2 separate regions of the Sus scrofa genome follow, and region 1 is linked to region 2. A link is a contact called in public HiChIP or PLAC-seq data. All regions are on one chromosome and are shown on one strand. The core of a region is the stretch at or near the end of the contact, and the rest is flanking DNA. Distances in the headings are between cores, read along the strand shown. Region 1 holds the start of PRKG1 (protein kinase, cGMP-dependent, type I). Region 2 holds the start of CSTF2T (cleavage stimulation factor subunit 2 tau variant).

Region 1 (3,355 bases), core at 387-2,886, 690 kb before region 2:
TCTTCAGAATAAAATATATTTTAGGGTTTATTTATAAACCAAAGTAGATGACTGCTTTTCCTTTACTTCAGTGTTTCAATGAAGCAAAAACATTTTTATTAATAAGTAGCCAGTGGATAAGCAATGAGATCCTGCTGTGTAGCACTGGGAACTATATCTAGTCACTTATGATAGAGCATGACAATGTGAGGAAAAAAACCCTCGACCCACTGAGGGTTTGGGATGGAAATGCTGTAAAATTTGGTTGTGATGATTGCTGTACACCTATAAATGTAATAAAATCCATTAACTAATATAAAAAAAGAACGTATACATGTATGTGTGACTGGGTCACCTTGCCATACAGTAGAAAATTGACAGAACACTGCAAATCAGCTATAATGGAAAAATAAAAATCATTATAAAATGTTTTAAAAAGTACAGTGGTTGTACATTGATCTTTCTTCTTAAAAATTATTATTTCTACAAAATCACTTTGATATCTTACTTTGCACCTATGTTTTTCCTTTGAAAAAAGATGCATTAATTTGTGGATCATTACCTGAAGAAATGCTCCTCCTATATACCCAAACTCTTAAACAGTGGTTTATATTATGAAAATGCTCCTTGTGACATATATTAAAAAATTAAGTGCAGGAATCACAAATACTCTCGGTTCCAGTGTGGATAAAAATCCCTTTAGCAGAGGCTGTGGTGATGGATGAATAGGTGAGGGACAAATGAGAATGGCAGACCCTATTTCTCCCTAAAACTGGAATTGTAGGATGAGCTAGTAGTTTAACACTGGTGGCCCTCACTTCACAACCAAACAGAATGGTACTGCGATATAATTTGTATGCTCAATATACAAATTTTAACTATAGCCAAAGAAATAAAATCCAAAGTCTAAGAAGTTTACAATCAATTCATGGCCTTCTTCTCGGTAAACGTTTGACTCATTATGCATATTCACCCAACTTCCCCACCAACAATTTTAGTTTACTATTTCCACTACCATTTTATGCTGAAAAAAACCTAGACCTGCTAGTGCCCTGTCATTCTCATTACTTAGGGTCACAACCACGGGGCTTCACATTAAGAAACACATACTCACACATACCCTCCCTCACCATCCAGAGCAGATAAGAAAAGGTGAAGACGATGAATTCATGCAGGTTATTGTCTAAAGGCAGTTTAAGACTTATGAAATCTCTCTCTCTCTCTCTCACTCACACACACACACACACACACACACACACACACACCCCACAAAGTCTTTAGGCTCCAGTTACAAGCGCTGCGTCATCTGCCAGATCACATGGTAATTGTTGCTATTTCAAGGATCAAGTGGCATAAAGCTCCCCCCCTACCCCACCCCACCCCTTTCCTTTGGTACCATATAGCGTGGAAGAGTGATTATTGTGTGATGGGGTGAGACCAGGCTCACTGGTCCAACCCTCCCAGCTAGAAACCAGGCTCTCGGTGGGGTGGCCTGCGCCGTGTTCTCACGAAGTGATTGGGAAAGGGGGACGGGGGAGGGGGGGTCTCAGGGGAGGAAGGGCAGCTCTAATTGGTTTCTCAATGAAAGATAATCACCTATTCCCCGGAGAGGCTGGGGATTAGCACTCTGCCTCTCCTCTCCATCGCTTTTAGACTTCTCATCCTCCCCTCGGTGCTTTCAGTCCATTCAGCAGAAGTGGATCGAAGAAATCGGCTTCTCGCTGCGCATTAGGGGCAGCACTCCGCTGCGCTCGAGTACTTAGCGCCCATTCACTCACTCACTCCGCGCTCGCCTCTCCCGGCTGCCGTCCCAGCCGCCGCCGCCGCCCGAGAAAAAGTTTTGCAGAGGGGCTCAGGGAAAAAATGAGTGAGCTGGAGGAAGACTTTGCCAAGATTCTCATGCTCAAGGAGGAGAGGATCAAAGAGCTGGAGAAGCGGCTGTCAGAGAAGGAGGAAGAAATCCAGGAGCTGAAGAGGAAGCTCCATAAATGTCAGTCGGTGCTGCCCGTGCCCTCGACCCACATCGGCCCCCGGACCACCCGGGCACAGGGCATCTCGGCCGAGCCGCAGACGTACAGGTCCTTCCACGACCTCCGACAGGCATTCCGGAAGTTCACCAAATCCGAAAGGTAGGCGCCGAGGCGGGCAGGAGCGTGGCCACTGCTCTGAGCCGGCGGGCCCGGTGGCCGTCCAGGCGGCGGCTCAGGGGCTGGGGGTTCCTGGCGGCGGCGGCGGCGGCGGGGGGGGCGGCTCCGGGCACGGCGCCCCTTGCTGTCCGCAGCGCGCCGAGTGGGGGTGGCCCTCGCGGGCGGGGAATGGGAAGTGTTTATTTTTATTTCTGCCCATCACGTGCCGTGCTTGTCTCCGCCGGGCTGGGAAAGGCAAGCTCCTCGGAGAGACGCGCCCCTGCGGAGTGGGGGTGGGGAGAAGGAGCGTGGAAAGTTTTCTCGCGCCGGCTAACTTGGTCACTCTGCACGCCGTCGCGCGGTCTTTTCTTCACGCACCCCTGTGGGGCGCCCACTCAGGCACACAACCCGGCCCATCTCCGGGCCTGGAGACCTTCCTGGAGGTGACCCCCCCACCAAGACCCAGGCCACAGGGCATGCTCAGTGCGCCGCGGGAGCCTCCTGGGAGTGGCGACAGGAGGTTGAGCAGGGTTAGGTTCAATTTAGGGACAGAACTTGTCCAGAGCAGGAGCCCTGCTGGGAAGGCGCGGAGGGGGTGGGCAAAGGGAGGCGGGGCTGGGGTGCGTCTCCACTGTAGGGATCAGCCTCTGAGGGTCATTTTCCAGGCAGCAAGTGATGTCAGCAGGAAATTGTAAAGAACGCCCCCCCGCCCTTTCTGGATGTTCCTTTGCTCAGTTTGTGTCCCTTCCAGAAGTGCCACATCTTGGGCTGCCCTGGGCTTGGAGGTGGCTAGATGACCTTGCACCTGAAGCAGGTTGGGGGTTACTGGTCAGCCCAAGGTGGATAATAATGCCCCCGCCTGATTTGTCTTCCTCCTGAGACTCTCCTTGGAAAAGTTGGGATAAAGAGGGCGGGGAGCTATTTCTCTGGGCGCTTCCAGGCTCCTTCCTTTCCTCCTCCGGCACGTCGAGAGCCAAATCCTGCCAGTTCAAAGTTGTGTGTCGCTCTTTCGGGGTGTGTAGAGGGGGCCGGGCGATTTTGGCCACAAGTAGGAAGCTTTTGCTCTGCACTCGCTGCCTTCACCGGAGAAGACTGATCGATTAGCTGCAGCATTAAAGCGCCTCTGGACATTAGGGAGAGGAAGTGCAGACTCCAAAGCCCATTACTGGCTTTTAGTCTCTGGAAGTGCGTGGCCGAGAGTGCATTTCGCAGGATATTGAATATTCCATTAGGCTTGCCTTCATGCCCGC
Region 2 (3,172 bases), core at 34-2,533:
AGACTAGCGACTGCCCTGGTAATTGATTCGGGGGCGTCTTCTGGATCGATGGGGTCTCCATAGGGAGAGTCAATGATGGGGGCTGCAGGCCCTAAGCTCTTTAACTCCTCCTTGTTCTTTTCGCTGGCAGCATTGTCCACCCGAAGCGCTCTCCCGCTGAACTCCCGCCCATTAAGGTTCCGCATGGCACTAAGCGCGGTCTCCTGGTCTTGGTACTCACAGAAGCCATAACCTTTAGGTTTTCCCGTCTCTCTATCGTATACCAGCCGGAAACTCACAACAGAACCAACCTCGGAGAAAATGTCCTTTAACTGCTCCTCAGTTGCCTCATACGGAATGTTCCCCACGAACACGGAACGCAGTGATCGATCCATTGCCGGGTCTCTCACCGCCAAACTCGACATGATTCCGGCTGTGCACACACGCCGGAGAGCGGATTCTTCCAAGAGCCGTCCTCTGGCGACCCACACTTCCGCCGAGCAACGGAAGCGGTTTTCAGAATCCGGGCGGAAACAGCAGTACTCTGCTGAAATAGTTCCGCTAGTCCGTGGCACTTACACCTCTACGTTCCAGTAACTAAACTAACGTTTTCTGCCCCTGGACTTTCACTGAGGCGCGAGATTCCCTTCTCACCTCTTATTTTTACAGACTTTGCACCGCGCGGTACCAACTCGGCCAGGAAAAGCTTAGTGCGGGAGGACCACAGTAAAGATGGCCGCGTAGACTTCACCATGGTAACGAGGAGCGGCCGCCTACCGTGACGTCACGGGCGGTTTTGCTTCCGTTTGCCCGGCGGGAAACCGCTAACTGAAAGCGACTAAGGCGGTGTGTTCTTTCCGATACAAGTATTTCCAAATAGCAGTATTATAGTGTAATTAAGCTATATTTAAAATCACAGTACAGACAACGAGGGAAGAGTGTAGTCGTGTTTCAAAGAAAATTTGGGATTTGCTTCTTAAAATACAAAATAATATTTCCGTTTTAGAAGAGCATTTTTGGAAAATACACAGAAATGCAAGCCGAAAGCGTGCGCCAGCTCCATCCCCACCCCCATCTCATAGCTTCAGGGAACCGCTGTGGATAGGTGTCTGGCCCTTACAAGTTTCTCTTTGTACAAGCACTCGGCAGTCGAACTATATTCATAATAATATTTTTTATTAATAACATTAACCAGTATTACTATTAATAATATTTCTGGCTACAGAGTATAAATTAAATTTAACCATTCTTATACTGGGAGGCATTTAGATTGGTTCTGATTATTATAAACTGAAGCAATGATTTCACCACTTCTATTATGATAGGGAAGCTTTTATAATGATAAAAATTTATTAAATTTAAAAATTATTTTCGGTTAAAATTTAGCATTCTAATTGATATGTACTATACTTGTAAAATGAGTGCAAGATTTTGAAAACTAAGTATAAAAACAAATATTTTTTATTGTTTCCATGTTGAAGTGATATTTTAACGCATTAGATTAAATAAAATATATTTTAACATAAGTATCACTCCATTTTTTCAATGTGGTTATTTAGAAAAATTAAAATTACTTATATAGATTGTTGCATGTCTGAGGACTGCATTGTTTCAGCCTAAGCTTTATTAACTCTTAAGCAGAGAATCATCTTATTCTATATGCGCCTTTGAGGGGATTATGAAACTTTGTTTCACCAAACAATTGTGTTACAGGGACTTCTGTTGTAGCTCAGCAATTATGAACCCAAGGATGTGAGTTCAGTCTCTGGCCTTTCTTCGTGTGTTAGGAATCTGGCATTGCCATGAGCTGTGTAGTTGGCAGACTCGACTCAGATCTGGCATTGCTGTTGCTGTGGCTGTGTGGTAGGCTGGCAGCTCCAGCTCCCAATCTACCCCTAGCCTGGGAACTTCCATATACTACAGGTGTGGCTCCAAAAAAAGCAAAAAAAAAAAAGAAAAAAAAAAATGTTGTCTCTTGGGTATCATAGTTCAATGCATAGATATAAAATGAGTATGAGGGTTTAGCTACAAAGCATCCATTTACCTTGCCAAGTGTTTTGTTTGTTTGTTTATTTTAGGGCCACACCTGTGGCATATGGAAGTTCCCAGGCTAGGGGTAGATTGGGAGCCGGAGCTGCAGGCCTGCACCACAGCCACAGCAACGCCATATCTGAACCTTGTTTGCAACCTACACCACACCTCACAGCAGTGCCAGATCCTTTAACCTGATGGGTGAGCCCAGAAATCGAACCTGCATCTTCACGGATACTACTCAGGTTCTTAACCTGCTGAGCGGCAACAGGAACTCCTACCTTCAAGTGTTTTAATAGTTCTTTAAAATAGCCTTGGACATAGTGTAGCCAAATCCTGGCCTCTACACCAGCACTGAATTGAATCTTGGAGACAGAGTTTTGGATGAAGCAGAAAAGAACAGTTTTATTGCTTTGCCAGGCAAAGGGGGCAGCAGCTGGCTAATGCCTTCAAGATCGTGTCCCACCCTGGAGAGGGTAGTGAAGAGTCTTAGAGTAATTGTTCAAGGGACAGAGTCTGATCAGACATTCTTCTGATTGGTAGGTGGTGAGGTAATTGCCTAGCCTGAAGTTGCCATCCTCCACCTGAGTGTATGTATTCTTCCTAAAGAAACAACCTAGGGACCTGTGCGTCCGGCCTTTATCTGTATCTTTCAGGGAATTGTGAGTTTGGTGATTCTGCTATGTGGCAGATTTACCATCTAAATTTTTACCAGTTTGGGGAGTTCTCATTGTGGCTCAGCAGAAAGGAATCTGATTAGCATCTCTGAGGCTGAAGGTTTGATATCTGGCCTTGCTCAGTGGGTTAAGGATCTGGCATTGCTGTGGCTATGGTGTAGGCCAGCAGCTATAGCTCTGAATTGACCCCTAGCCTGGGAACCTCCATTTGCCCTGGCTGCAGCCCTAAAAAGACTAATTAATTAACTATTAATTAATAGTTACCAGTCACCCAGCCTAACAGCTATTCTTTGTTTCTACATCTTCACACTTCCTAGTCATTATCTCCTGGAGTCAGCCTCTTACTTTAAAGAAATAGGACACAAGGCTTGTAGCTATTCATTTAAGGGTTTTAATGGCTATCCATTCAAGATATATGATAACTTATATCAGCAACCACAAGTGATAAAGTATTTTTATTGCTAGTAAATTTTATTTCCCCCTGA

What was found. HiChIP or PLAC-seq counts read pairs in DNA pulled down with a chosen protein or histone mark.
Region 1: a contact with region 2 is called in an H3K27ac HiChIP or PLAC-seq map of skeletal muscle, with 5 times the contacts expected there. The contact joins the promoter of PRKG1 here to the promoter of CSTF2T in region 2. A contact is called at or near these places in 2 of 47 Hi-C or Micro-C datasets (embryonic fibroblasts and psoas muscle) and 1 of 2 datasets of contacts at active chromatin or transcription factors (skeletal muscle).

Annotation. Positions count from the first base shown.
Region 1 is chr14:98,791,361-98,794,715 of Sscrofa11.1, reverse strand. PRKG1 (protein kinase, cGMP-dependent, type I) reads left to right here and starts at 1,636. Exons shown (of 18, transcript NM_001044574.2): 1 at 1,636-2,108. The coding sequence starts at 1,843.
Region 2 is chr14:98,103,068-98,106,239 of Sscrofa11.1, reverse strand. It overlaps CSTF2T (cleavage stimulation factor subunit 2 tau variant), which reads right to left and starts at 1,283. Exons shown (of 1, transcript XM_005671248.3): 1 at 1-1,283. The coding sequence starts at 404. The region is part of intron 3 of PRKG1 (protein kinase, cGMP-dependent, type I); the gene reads left to right.